2 separate regions of the Canis lupus genome follow, and region 2 is linked to region 1. Evidence: chromatin contacts called from public Hi-C data. All regions are on one chromosome and are shown on one strand. The core of a region is the stretch at or near the end of the contact, and the rest is flanking DNA. Distances in the headings are between cores, read along the strand shown. Region 1 holds the start of GNRHR (gonadotropin releasing hormone receptor). Region 2 holds the start of LOC482174 (transmembrane protease serine 11F).

What was found. A called contact is a pair of places that touch in the nucleus more often than the background predicts.
Region 2: a contact with region 1 is called in a Hi-C map of skin fibroblasts, with 2.5 times the contacts expected there. The contact joins the promoter of LOC482174 here to the promoter of GNRHR in region 1. A contact is called at or near these places in 3 of 9 Hi-C or Micro-C datasets (amygdala, blood and skin fibroblasts).

Annotation. Positions count from the first base shown.
Region 1 is chr13:59,100,215-59,106,751 of UU_Cfam_GSD_1.0, forward strand. GNRHR (gonadotropin releasing hormone receptor) reads right to left here and starts at 4,263. Exons shown (of 3, transcript NM_001003121.1): 1 at 3,745-4,263. The coding sequence starts at 4,263.
Region 2 is chr13:59,485,456-59,491,757 of UU_Cfam_GSD_1.0, forward strand. LOC482174 (transmembrane protease serine 11F) reads right to left here and starts at 5,016. Exons shown (of 11, transcript XM_038556211.1): 1 at 4,854-5,016.

The DNA.
Region 1 (6,537 bases), core at 3,013-5,512:
TATGCTATGCTGAAACTTCTGAAAATATATCCTCAAACCATCATAGAATTACTCAAGTAATAGATGATTAATATATGCACCAGAGGATGATGATTAAAGTCTTCCTTTCAGTGTAAATTAGCCTACAGGATGCACCTTTGTCAATGGGCTCATTCCACTACATGGTGAAGCATGAGGAGGGCTTGGTATGTGCCAGTCTAGAAACAGAAATGTGCCCTTTCAATCTCTTATCCTCCCCATTTAATATATGTAAGCATTAGTCGTGGAATTAAAAACCTCTTCTATTCAGAGAGAAAGCAGAGAGCTATAATAAAAAGAAAACCTAGACTTAATAAAAAGGCATGAGTCCAACAACCCAACTGACCCTGGGAAAGTCAATGAATCCCTGCAGACTGTTGTTTTTGAACTGCAGATTGTACCCATTGGTTAGTTGCAATCAACATTAAAGAATGAAATGAAACACAGTTGAATATTTATTTTATGAAATATTTTCTCAAGGTCTGTATGTGGTACAGATGTCTTACTTTGGGTTACTGCCAGAAGTATTTGCCTGCCACTGCTCTCAAACTTCTTTGTACATTCTCTGATGCACTGGATAGGGATAATATGTACATGGCTATAATGTACTGCATAGAATGGGCTTTTTCAGGAAACTTCAGTAAAGTGCTTTATAAATTTAATCGGCTGCTGAAAGTAAGGATGAGTCATGTGTTACACCATAAAATAATACCATTATTTTCTGTGGCCCATCTTCACATAAATCTCTCAGGAAGAGTAATGTATTTGAGGTCAGGCTATTACATGAACATCCTAAACAATTCAAATTTAATTTCATATTTTCTTTTTACTACATCAAGATAGACAAGTATTTGACACTACCTTTCTATTATTGCTGTCATATACTTAGATGAAAATAATTGAATTAATAAATCAATATATTTTTTATAGCCTCTGGGACAGTCCTTTAAGGGAGACCGATGTTATTGGTTTGCACTTCAGTTATTATCATAAACTGACCTTCATCAGTATCCTAACTTACTTTCCAAATACCTGTACTTATACAATGACCTCATATTGGTAACATTATGTCCTAAAGCAAATGTTTTCAGCTCTTTCAGAGCCTGCCTTCCCTTCCCTGTCAAACAAACAGAGAAACAAAGAGGCAAACACTCCTTTTCTCAATCTACCTGCCTATTTCAATGGTTGTTAAAACCCCTTGGCTAAAAGTATTGGAGCTGTAGCTTACACCCCTCTGGTTATTAACTCCCTAAATCCAGTTTGTTGCCAAGCTTTGTTTTTTTGTTTGAAACGTCCCTCTTACAATCAGTTCTCTCTGAGACTATTTTAGCCACCAACCTAATCACCTCATTGCCAGAAAAGCTGGAAAAGATTTCTCTGTCTCTCATGTCTATTTGGGTCTATGTAAATTTTCTAAAAGTATTTTTGTTAAAAAATCACTTTATTTCTTGCCCAGGACTCACAAAGGATTTATGGTTCCCACATTAATTTCAGAATTTCCCCATGATTATTACTGTCTTTTATAATACAGGTCCATCATACCCCCATTCACTGATTCATCCGTCTGAAGTTTTTGTTTAAGGAAAAGGTGAAGGATTTATTTGATCTGAAGAGAAATCACATTATGCAAACATTTTAAATTTCTATTTTTGCTAGTTATCTTATTCGGTAATGTAAATATTAATTAAGTTGAACTTAATGGAGTCTCCATCATTCTAGAGTATATTCCTTAATAGCAAAGACAAGCAAATGCATAATTATGATGTTTTATGACAAATAATGTGCTATGAGGTGGAAGAAAAGGAGCAACCACCAAATCTGATTTCCTGCCATCCTATCTCTCAATCTTTTACTTCAGCCAGAGAAGTCTGAAAATTAAGCACACTTTTCAACTCTTGCTGAAAAGTACATGTGATCTTTGACTTATTTTTTCCATCCAAATACTGTTCATTTTAAAAGACTCAACGTATCCTACCTATAACCTTAAAACATTCCTTCCCCATTTCCACTCTTACTCATCTCTCCTTATTCTTACACTTGTAATAGATTTAAAAAATGTTTAGTATATAGTTGCATTAGTTTTATATAAGTTTTGTCTCCACAACTGAATTACATTTCCTTTGAGGGCTGTTTCTTTGTTTCAGTATCACACTCAGTGTGAAGAGCCTAACTTGCTTATCTTCCCCAAGAAAACCAGTAAGTAAGGAGCACTCTTAATTTAAAGAAATGAAATGGAAACTTCAGGCATAAGCCTTGGCTAAATAGCCTCATTTGGAGAGACACATTTACTAAACCTATTCTTGTATATTTAGTCACTGTGAGAATCATTATAATATGCTTTTCTCCAGGGAAATCAAAACACTAGCATTTCCCATTTCTCCTGCCATAAAATACACCCTAATTAAATTGATCTAATATCCAAAAGCTATTAGTTAAGTGAGGAATTGGTGGGAAAATTGGGTAATCCAACTTTCTGGTGCTTTAATGTATTTAGTGGTTTCTGCATGGCAGGTTTTTTGTTTGTTTTTGTTTCTTTATTTTTTTTTTTAACCACCTGGCTCATTTAGAATGTCTAGATAACTTCCATTTGTAGTGGCCAGTTTTTGGAACATTCTAGTTAACTTTGACATTACTTCTCGACACATCCTTGTACCCTGGGTTCATCATCAGGGTATGTCTAGGGACAACTTATTTATCAGTCATTAAAGGATCTTTGCCATCTGTAAGAATGTGTCATTTTCTTCAGAGATATGAATGCTGAAAAAGACAGATTCTGCAGGCCAATTAATCAGGTTGCCTCTGATGAGAGCAATCTGGGGCGGTATCTGCCTATACCAGAGGGCCTGTGCCTACACCAACAATTTTAATTTTGCTAACAGCCTGTTGTAGTCTAGCCTACTTCCAGATAAGCTCAAGTCAAGCTCAGGGAAATATTCAAATTTCAATAGTCCAGGATTCTTATTTTTCCTCTTTGTTCAGTCCCACCCAGCTGCAAACTACAGAGCAACATACTAGTTGAGAATCATTCTAAATTGCAACAAGACAGGATAGTTTCCCTCAAGAAGTCCCAAATGACACAGATTATAAACACTTCCTACCTGTGCAAATTTCACAGTTCCTAAAAATTCTCTCAATTTACCGTATTAATCAGAGTGAATGGAAAACTAGTTGAGGGACACCTGGATGTATCAGCGGTTGAGCGTCTGCCTTCAGCCTGGGGTATGATCCTGGGGACCCAGGATTGAGTCCTGCATTGGGCTTCCTGCATGGAGCCTACTTCTCTCTCTGCCTCTATGTCTCTGCCTCTCTTTCTGCCTCTCATTAATAAATAAATAAATTCTTAAAAAAAAAAAAAAAAAGAAAACTAGTTGAAAGAATAAGATGGGGATGAGGTCAAATTTGACAATAGCTACATTTTTTGAGGAGCATTTACTACATACCAGAGATTATGCCAGGCACTTTAATACATTGTTCATTTAATTTTCATGAAAGCTGCATAAAGTAGGCATTACCTCCATCTTATAAATGAAGGAACTGAAACCCAGAGAAGCTAAAAGATGTGCCCAAGGTAACAGCGCCGGGATTAAACTCCACTCTAATCTCCTGAGTCCAAGCTCTCCAAGATACCACAATACTGCCTTTGATATGCAATGCTGCATACAGTACTCAAGTGTAGATAGGAAATCTGTGATTGCCATATGCTAACAAGTTCATGATCTGGTTTACCTGTGGTCCAGCAAAGATACCACTGAGGAGCCAGGCCAGGCCAATCATGGACTGTCCGAGCTTGCCATTGTTTTTCATAGCTAGAGGCCTCGTGATGGCCAGGGAGCGGTCCAGGCTGATCACTACCATCATGAAGGCTGGGGCATACATGGAGAAAAGCTTCAGATAGCTGAGGACTTTGCAGAGGAACTCTCCAGCATACCATTGGACTGTAATGTTCCACATTCCATCCAGTGGCATGACAATCAGGGTCTCCAACAGGTTGGCCAAGGTCAGATGTTTTAAAAGCACTTTCATTCTCGAGAGCTTCTTCCCTTTCTCTTTCTTTTGAGTCCACTTCTGAAGTTTCAACAAGAAAGAAGCATTAAAAATTGTAGAGAGAAGAAAAAGGAAGAAAGTAACTGTCACTCGGATCTTCCCAGATAAGGTCAGGGTGGGGAGGTTGCCCTGCATCAGCATGTTGCTGTTGTTTACAGCTGAGCAGTGATTTTGATTCTGTTCAGGAGAGGCGCTTGCCATATTTCCTTACTGATGGAGCTTCAAGACTTGTGTTTCTGGCGCTTCTGATGTTTTATTGTAATCTAGCCCACAGCTCCGTTTTATTTCTGCCTTCTTTAGATGGAAGCGTCATAGGTTTATGTCAAATTTTGTCCCTGAGCTACTTTATGTTTAACATAAAAGATCAAGGTGAACTTGTTTTGTGGGCTAATAATCCAACAGAGTCTAAAACAGAGCATGTCAAACACATTCTGAGGGCCAAATGTAACTTGGTACCTCAGCAGATGGCCTGGTTTTCACAACATTTTTCCTAAGGAGAGAAGGTCGAAGCTTAGTTTTGGATTTAAAAGCCACTCATGCTACTCTTTACATAACTTTAATAAAGAGATTTTCTAAAAACTAGTATTATTGTTTTAACAGGTACAAAATGAAAATGAAGAAAAATACTAAAAAAGAACTTTATCCAGTTCAAATCTGTTTTAAGAAATTAATTCATTTCTCAAAAACATTTGTTTTTCTTTTCAATCACACACTGCTATACATTCAGACACTAGACAAATATGTTCATTTAAAACCATCCTCCACAAAACGTCATATTACTTTTATTTATTTTATTTTTTATTTATTCATGAGAGAGAGAGAGAGAGAGGAGGGCAGAGACACAGGCAGAGGGAGAAGCAGGCTCCATGCTGGGAGCCCGATGCAGGACTCGATCCCGAGACTCCAGGATTGCGGCCAAAGGCAGGCGCTAAACTGCTGAGCCACCCAGGGATCCCTCATATTATTTTTACAGAATTCATTTAGTCTAATACAAATTGGCCTGCATGCAAATTTATGTATCAGTCTAAGTGGCCAGACCATCCATTCTTAGGCTGTTGTAAAAATGATTAACTCTTTTTTATTATTGCCTTGTTTTTATATTTGTTTGAATATTATACTTGCCGTTATTGCACATCATTGCATAAGGTAGCTAGATATTGGAGAGAATACTGTATAAATGCTGTACCCACATTTATATATAATATGAATATTTGTTTAAATTCCTTTCATGCTATCCGATTGTTTCAAATTGGGGCCACTGAGAAACTCTCTGTGTTAACTGCTTTAGCTTTCACAGTAAATGTTTGATGATGTTATTTACTAACACGACTATGACTTACGCTGGAATTTATTAAATCACTAGCTTGACTGGTCTTATGTTAACTAGTTTGCTACTGTGATAGCTAAAGCAGGAATAATGTTAAGAGTAGAGGTGACTCTTTTGACTTAGATGGTCCATTCTTGGCTCATTTTTTCCCATCTTATATTCATTTATTTAATAAATAGTTACTAAATACCTATTATATATACTCTTAGCCTTTGCAGGTGATAAAATGTGCACATGGCATCATCTGGGCCTTGAAGGAGGTTCTCTGGTATTACAGAAGATTACGTAAGAGTATTGGGTATGTCTCTGTGCCTCCTCAGAGTCCCTCTGTGCTGGCTGCCTCCTGCCTCTGGAGGAACTTAGAGCAGTTGCTTACCTGGGCTCCCTCTTGGCTGTCACCACATCCCCAGAATTACTGGCTTTCTCTCACTACTTCTAGACTTAAATGAAATATTATACTGCAGGACCTGGACTCTGGCTTCCTAAGTAGCTTTCTGAAGGGTCTGGAAATATTTTCTGAAGGAATATTTTGATTCTGAAAGGGACTACTTCAGAATAATTAGTGGAAGGAACAGATGAGTCAGAAATTATGAGAAGTACACCTTTTGGAGAAGCATCACGTGTATTTTTAAGCACAAAGATAGCATCATAGACTTGACTCTCATTATTTGTGGTAGTTCTATAAAGTTGCCACGAACACTGAATTGGTGAATCCTGAGCAAGTACTTGCTCCTAACAAAAATATGGGGTTAGGTTCCTGTGACCCCCAACCATTTGCATTATATAGGCTCATTTGCCAACATCCTTTTAAAACAAGGTGGTCTCGGTATTGAAAACCTGCTTTTTCACATAACCCTTTTCCTGTATAACATTTAGCAGATATTTAAAATATAGTCCCAAGATTCCTGATAGCAGAAATTGCTACTCCTTCAAGCTGAACATTTTTCATACCAGATGGCTTTTTGAATTGTGCAAGTCAGTTACCATAATTTTTTGGCTTTCACTGTCTCAACAATGCTGTCCACTACGTTTTTTAAAAATTAATCCTCATCTCATGAAACCACATATTATGCCACTTTTCCACTTTTTCCATGGCTTCATCACACAGTGATTACGCTTTAGAACTCTCTAGAGCAGCCACGCGTTCA
Region 2 (6,302 bases), core at 3,766-6,265, 390 kb after region 1:
CAGTATCATACATCTATATTTGTGTGTATATGTGTGTGAGTGTGTGTGTGTGTGTGTGTGTTTCACAAGACAGTCTTTTCTACTAACAGGTAATGGCACTGAGTTTGAAAAATATCACTCTAATTTGATCCTTAGCCATTCAAACTAAAACTACCAAGACTGTTCTAAAATGAATTAAATAGTTCCCCTGGGGCCCCATGAACTAGATATGATTTAAAATTAGAAATAAACTAGCTTTCTGATAGCAAGAGGTGAAAATAGAAATGAAAGAGCTAATTAACTTCCTTTGGCCTCTTTACTAGAAGGCACAGACAACAGAGAAAATAGTAATCAAAGCCAATATCCAGGCTGAAGGGTGGATATCACTGAAAGACCTCCCAACTTTACTCTGGAATTTCCATTTCCAAGACTGGCCCTGAGTACCATTTTTCAATTTCTTCTCTAACCTTACTCCCTGTCTGAAAATATACTATTATTCTCATTGAATTCTGGCCAATTTCTAGTTCAAATTCATGTAACACTGAAGTCCATTAATCTCCATACCTTTGTTTTAAAGATTTATTTATTTATTTGAGAGAGGGAGAGGAAGAGAGAGAAGCAGACTCCCTGTCAAGCGGGGAGCCCAAGTCGGGCTGGATCCCAGGAGCCTGGGATCCTGTATGACCTGAGCTGAAGGCAGATGCCTAACCAACTGAACCACACAGGCACCCCTCTCCATCCCTTTTTATACCCTGTGCCTTGTTTCATTCATCTCCGGTGAGTGTACTAATTCCCTACGTATCTCTATCATTATCTATGCATTATTCAAATACTTCTCACTGGAGGAGTTATTTTATGCCCATAATTTATGTATGAAACCAGTCATGACGCAATGTTGGCTGGCCAGGATTTCCTCATGAAAACTATAGTTAGATACCTAATAACAGCAAGATGCGAAGTTTATACTTAATGATACGTCTCAAATATTACAAATTATTTCTCTCTTATGTACTCTTCAGTTTATGATAGAGACCAGTTGTAAACAAGGATTTAACCATTATTACACAATTTCCAAAAATTTACTATACACAGCTAAAATTTTATGAAATATATTTAGGCAAAGATTTTGAAGGATGATTTATTCTGTGTTTTACATAAACAACAATTCAGTTATCTTATGCCAAGGGAGAAAATGACCTTAAATCTTTTTCAGTAGAGATTGTAGGGACTGATTACAGATTAATATGCACACTTTTTTTCTAGTTTTATTTTTTTAATTTTATTTATTTATTCATGAGAGACACAGAGAGACAGAGACATAGGCAGAGGGAGAAGCAGGCTCCCTGTGGGGAGCCCGATGCAGGACTGATCCCAGGACCCTGGGATCAGTACCTGAGCCAAAGGCAGATGCTCAACCACTGAGCCACTGAGGTGCCTCTCTAACTAGTTTTAATATAGGTTATCATTTCTCCTAAGTGATGGTTTTTCTCATTATTAAAATGAGGGGTTTCAATATTATTTAACAGTTTTCCATATGCTCGTGATAATATGATATGGCAGTAATTGTAAAAGGACATTTAATTATTGAAAGGCTGGTAGGTAAATTATTTGAAGATAATGTGATTTTCTAGAAAGAAAATCCAAGTTAGTTAAGGACTAATTAGCTAAATAATCAAAGAATTCAAAGTGTATTGATTCAAAAAGTAAATATGGCCAATAATAACTTTATCAGTATTGGCCAGTTGTAAATAATAAAATCTTTTCACAAAGCAAAAATGGTGAATGTAACTAGTAATGTCCTTAAGAAATGTTCAATAACCATATAAAGAAAGCTACACATATTTTAAAGAGAAGAAAAAAATACTACAAAGATATGCAGAAAAATATACAAAAGGCTAAATGGTTTATTTTTATACATGAAAACTGATAACACAATTACTGAGTAAATGGAATACTTTTTTTTTTTTTTTGAGATTTTATTTATTTATTCATAGAGACAGAGAGAGAGAGAGGAGAGATACAGGCAGAGGGAGAAGCAGGATCCATGCAGGGAGCCCGGGACTCCACGATCGTGCCTTGGGCCAAAAGCAGGCGCCAAACCAAGGAGCCACACAGCGATCCCAAATTCTGACAATTTTAATGTTTAATGTTCCTTTAGGTATAAACCTCAGAATGTTCTCAAATTGTGGCTCTTCAAATGCTTTCCACACATAATCTCTCAGAGGCTTCAGTTTAGCAGTTACCCAAATAATCACAGTAAATAATGCATGGTTTTACAAAGCAGGTAAGGCAGCAACAAGGACAGTACTAACAGTACTACCTGGAAAATCAGGCTAAAGTTCCAAATCTGATTTTCAGCATTGAATCTTTCTACCGGTGATTTAATACCTCAAACATGAACTTAATAAAATTGAGCACTCTCACTGGGCTGAAGAAGTGGGTGAAAGTTTCAAAGATCACCAGTTTTTGGAATTGTGGTTAACATCGTAAGTCAATATTTTGCACTCAAGAGCAAAAGTTTCACATATCAGGAGATAGAGAATAAATACCAGTATACTGAAAAGAATATTTTTGACTAGGAAACCAGATCCCAGTTCCAGAATTAGTCACATACTGACCTTGTATGTTATCTACCCCTCTCTGGGCCTCTATTTTTGTTTTTGTCAAAAGAAAGTTTGGATTACCTCATCCCATCTCTTTTTTTTTTAAATTCTAAAATAATTATACTTCCATGATTTTAATCCCATGACCTATGACGAATCTAAGACTATCTGTAGTAGGATCAAACAAAGTTCTGATCATCAAAAATATACCTTGTTCAAGATGCAGTGTGATTGTGGAAATGATTATGTTAAATGCAGGGATCCAGGAGATAAGCATTAATTAAACGAATAAACAAAATATATCACTGAGAGCACTAGCATTATACATTTTAAAGTTTCTGATCTGCACAGTTATTAGATACATAATCACTATGTTAAATATGTCATGGACTGAGTCACTAAATGAAAAAAAGAAACAGCTTTTTTTGTGGGCTTATATATTTTTAAAATCTAGCTTCAAGGCTAATGAATTAGCACCATATCATTACATAAACCTGCTACTCTTTTCTCCCTTGAAAAGAAACAAATCGGTGGTCCTCTGATATTTTGTTCTTAGGACCACCCCATGCCCTTAAAAATTACTGAAGACCTTAAATAGCTATGGTTTATGTAGACTATCTATCAATACTTGCAGTATTAGAAGTTAAAACTAAGAAATTTAAAATATTTATTTATTTACAATAAAAATAAACCATTTAAAAATAACATTTTTATTTTTAAAAGATTTATTTTCAAAAAAATGTGAAATGTCTATTTGTTCTTGGTTTGCCATTAATTGTCTTGATTGAAGTATTTTAGGAAAATTCTATCTCACATAGAGATGTAATTGGAAAGAAAGAGTATTATGATAGGTTTTCAAATAATTGTGGATATTCTTGATTTTACAGCAAAACTTGAAAAATGGCAATTTCTTAAAGGTTAGTTGTTGCCTTGTAGAATCTGAGGCCATATCAATGAAATTTTTGTACTTTGTTATGTTAAAACCCATCAGTATTTTTCTACTTTGAGTGGATCTTTAAGTGTGTATGATTTTGTAATATTATGCACTTGCTCTTTTTAAAGAACTGATTCACTTAATTCACATAATCATCCATATCTCTCAAGTATTGACACATTTATTTATATGATATCAAAAGCTCTCCATATTTCTTAATACCAACACCAATCTCATTATAAAAAGTAAGTATACTGAAAGCCGTAAAATTTACAGGGGATCATGCAAGTTTTTAAAAATTTGAATTTACACTAGTGAGTTTGAACTTTATCACAAACAACAAATTATTGTTTTCTTTGAAGTCACAGCTTCCCTTATTAATTTTTAATAGCTACCTGCCAAAAAAACTAAACCTAAGTAACCATAGTTTGTCTGTCAGTTTCTCTTTAAAGTAAAAATGATGCTGTATGTTAAATAGTAGCTTTTACAGCTTTTTTCAAATATCTAAAAACTTTCCTCAAGACCATTGCATTTCAGTATGAAGCAGAGGTGTTTTCATTTTGTCACCAGGTGTACTAATAAAGGGCTGTACCTAAAGGTCAAGATTTAATAAAATTAATACTTTTTGTTCTTCATCAATAACATTCTTAAGTGAAACTGGAATTCTTTTTTTCTGGAATGCTTGAAATCAAAAAACAATGGCAGTGGGGTGCAGTGTGGTGCTATTGCCTTGATTCACACTAAGGTCCAGCAGTTTTAATCATCATTGCTTTCGCTTCAATCAGTACAAATGTCAACATAGCAAAACCACTAATGATACTTAAATTTTGATGTCAAAAGCCCATGAGAATCTCAGGGGTTCCCAGGAGTCTTTGGTACACACTGAATTAAAGTTTTTGGGCAACGCTGGTGGCTCAGCGGTTTAGCGCGGCCTTCAGCCCAGGGCCTGATCCTGAGGACCCAGGATCGAGTCCCATGTTGGGCTCCCTCCATGGAGCCTGCTTCTCCCTCTGCCTGTGTCTCTGCCTCTCTCTCTGTCTCATGAATAAATAAAGTCTTTAAAAATAAAAATTAAAAATTAAGTTTTCAAACAACATAAATGCCATTATAAACCTCCCACAATATTTTTTTAAATTGACTGTAAGTACATAATAATGCAATAAATTGAAATGCCTAATCATTCAAGAGAGGATAAAATTTGAAAAAGACAGATTTAAAATGTAAGCATGAGAAGTGAATTTTTTGAAATCATATCATAGTAAATATAACAGGGCATAGGAGGAAAGTAAATGGATTTTAAAATATGTCTTTAATCCTTTTAACCATTGTTTCCATACCTTGTAGTTTCTGGTATTGAAGTGGTTCCGTCATTAGACAGTTTCTACTTCTTTGGCTGGCAGCTGTTGGAAATGATCCTAGAATGCAACTCTGGAATCTTTTCTCTGACATCCGAAATATACGACAGACAATGCAGTTAACCTCCTTCTCCTAGAGCTTAACCCTTTCAATCTGAGTCAGACAAGAGCCCCAGTTTCAAAAGGGTTCTTGCCAATTGAAAACTAGTCACATGCCATCTTTTTTAGCCAATCATAGGGCCATGCTAAAAACAACAGCTGGTCAATTGAGACATCATTCTAACACCCCTATAATCACCACTAGCATTATTGCTGGCTCTATCAGAGAGTTCTGAGGACAGTACACAATCCTGTCAAATCTTACAGCTTCCAACATGTAGAAAGAAAAAATTATGCTCAGTCTATAAGAGGGTTATGCAGTTTGACCCAAGCCTCACACTAAGTCAGAAGTTAAAATACTGATGAAAGAATTTAGATATGGGATCTTTATTTCAAGAGATACCTTTTTTCTTATTCATATTCCTTTATGCAGCTAAAGAAAATGAATAGGAAATAACCTCTACTCTAATAATTTGAGTGTTCTTTGTCAATACATAAAATGGCTTTGCGATTCTTAAGTACCTGCCAGGGAAAAGTTACAGTATGTAGCTAATATTTATTCAGCTTCTACTACTGTAAGGCATGCTTTTAGGCACTAAAAATTTGAAGGATTTGGCAAACATTATTACATAAATTAAATTACTCACAGTATTTTTAGTATTTGATTAAAACCTCTGATTCAAAAGGTTGTTGATTGGAGATCCCTGGGTGGCTCAGCAGTTTAGCGCCTGCCTTTGGCCCAGGGCATGATCCTGGAGTCCAGGGATCGAGTCCCACATCAAGCTCCCTGCATGGAGCCAGTTTCTCCTTCTGTCTGTGTCTCTGCCTCTCTCTCTCTCTCTCTCTCTCTCTGTCGCTCATGAATAAATAAAGAAAATCTTCAAAAAAAAAAAAAAAAAAAGCTTGTTGATCAAATACCCAAAGGAAAAAAATCTGTAGCTACTTTTTGCCTTTAAATTATTCCTAATTAACAAAGGAAATATATTCAAATTACTGCCACCCCATGCTCTTAGTGTACCTGTGACATTAGTAGATTGTATCTAATACTTGAAACATGAATCAACTGGGAGTTACATGACTCCTCAACAACTGCTAATTACAGGGCAATGACTGAGAAACTACTTGCTGAATCCCTACTGTTTCCAGCCAGTCAATCTTGCAAGTTTTCAGGGCTCAGCCTTCAGATATCTTCTCTATCATATTTACTCTCTAACTTCCATGGATTTTCTTTGTTTCAAATATACTCTTTATATGTTCATGGTTCTCAAACTTATATTTCCAGTCTTGATTCCTTCTCTGAACTCCAGACTTGCATATCTAAATCTCTGCTCA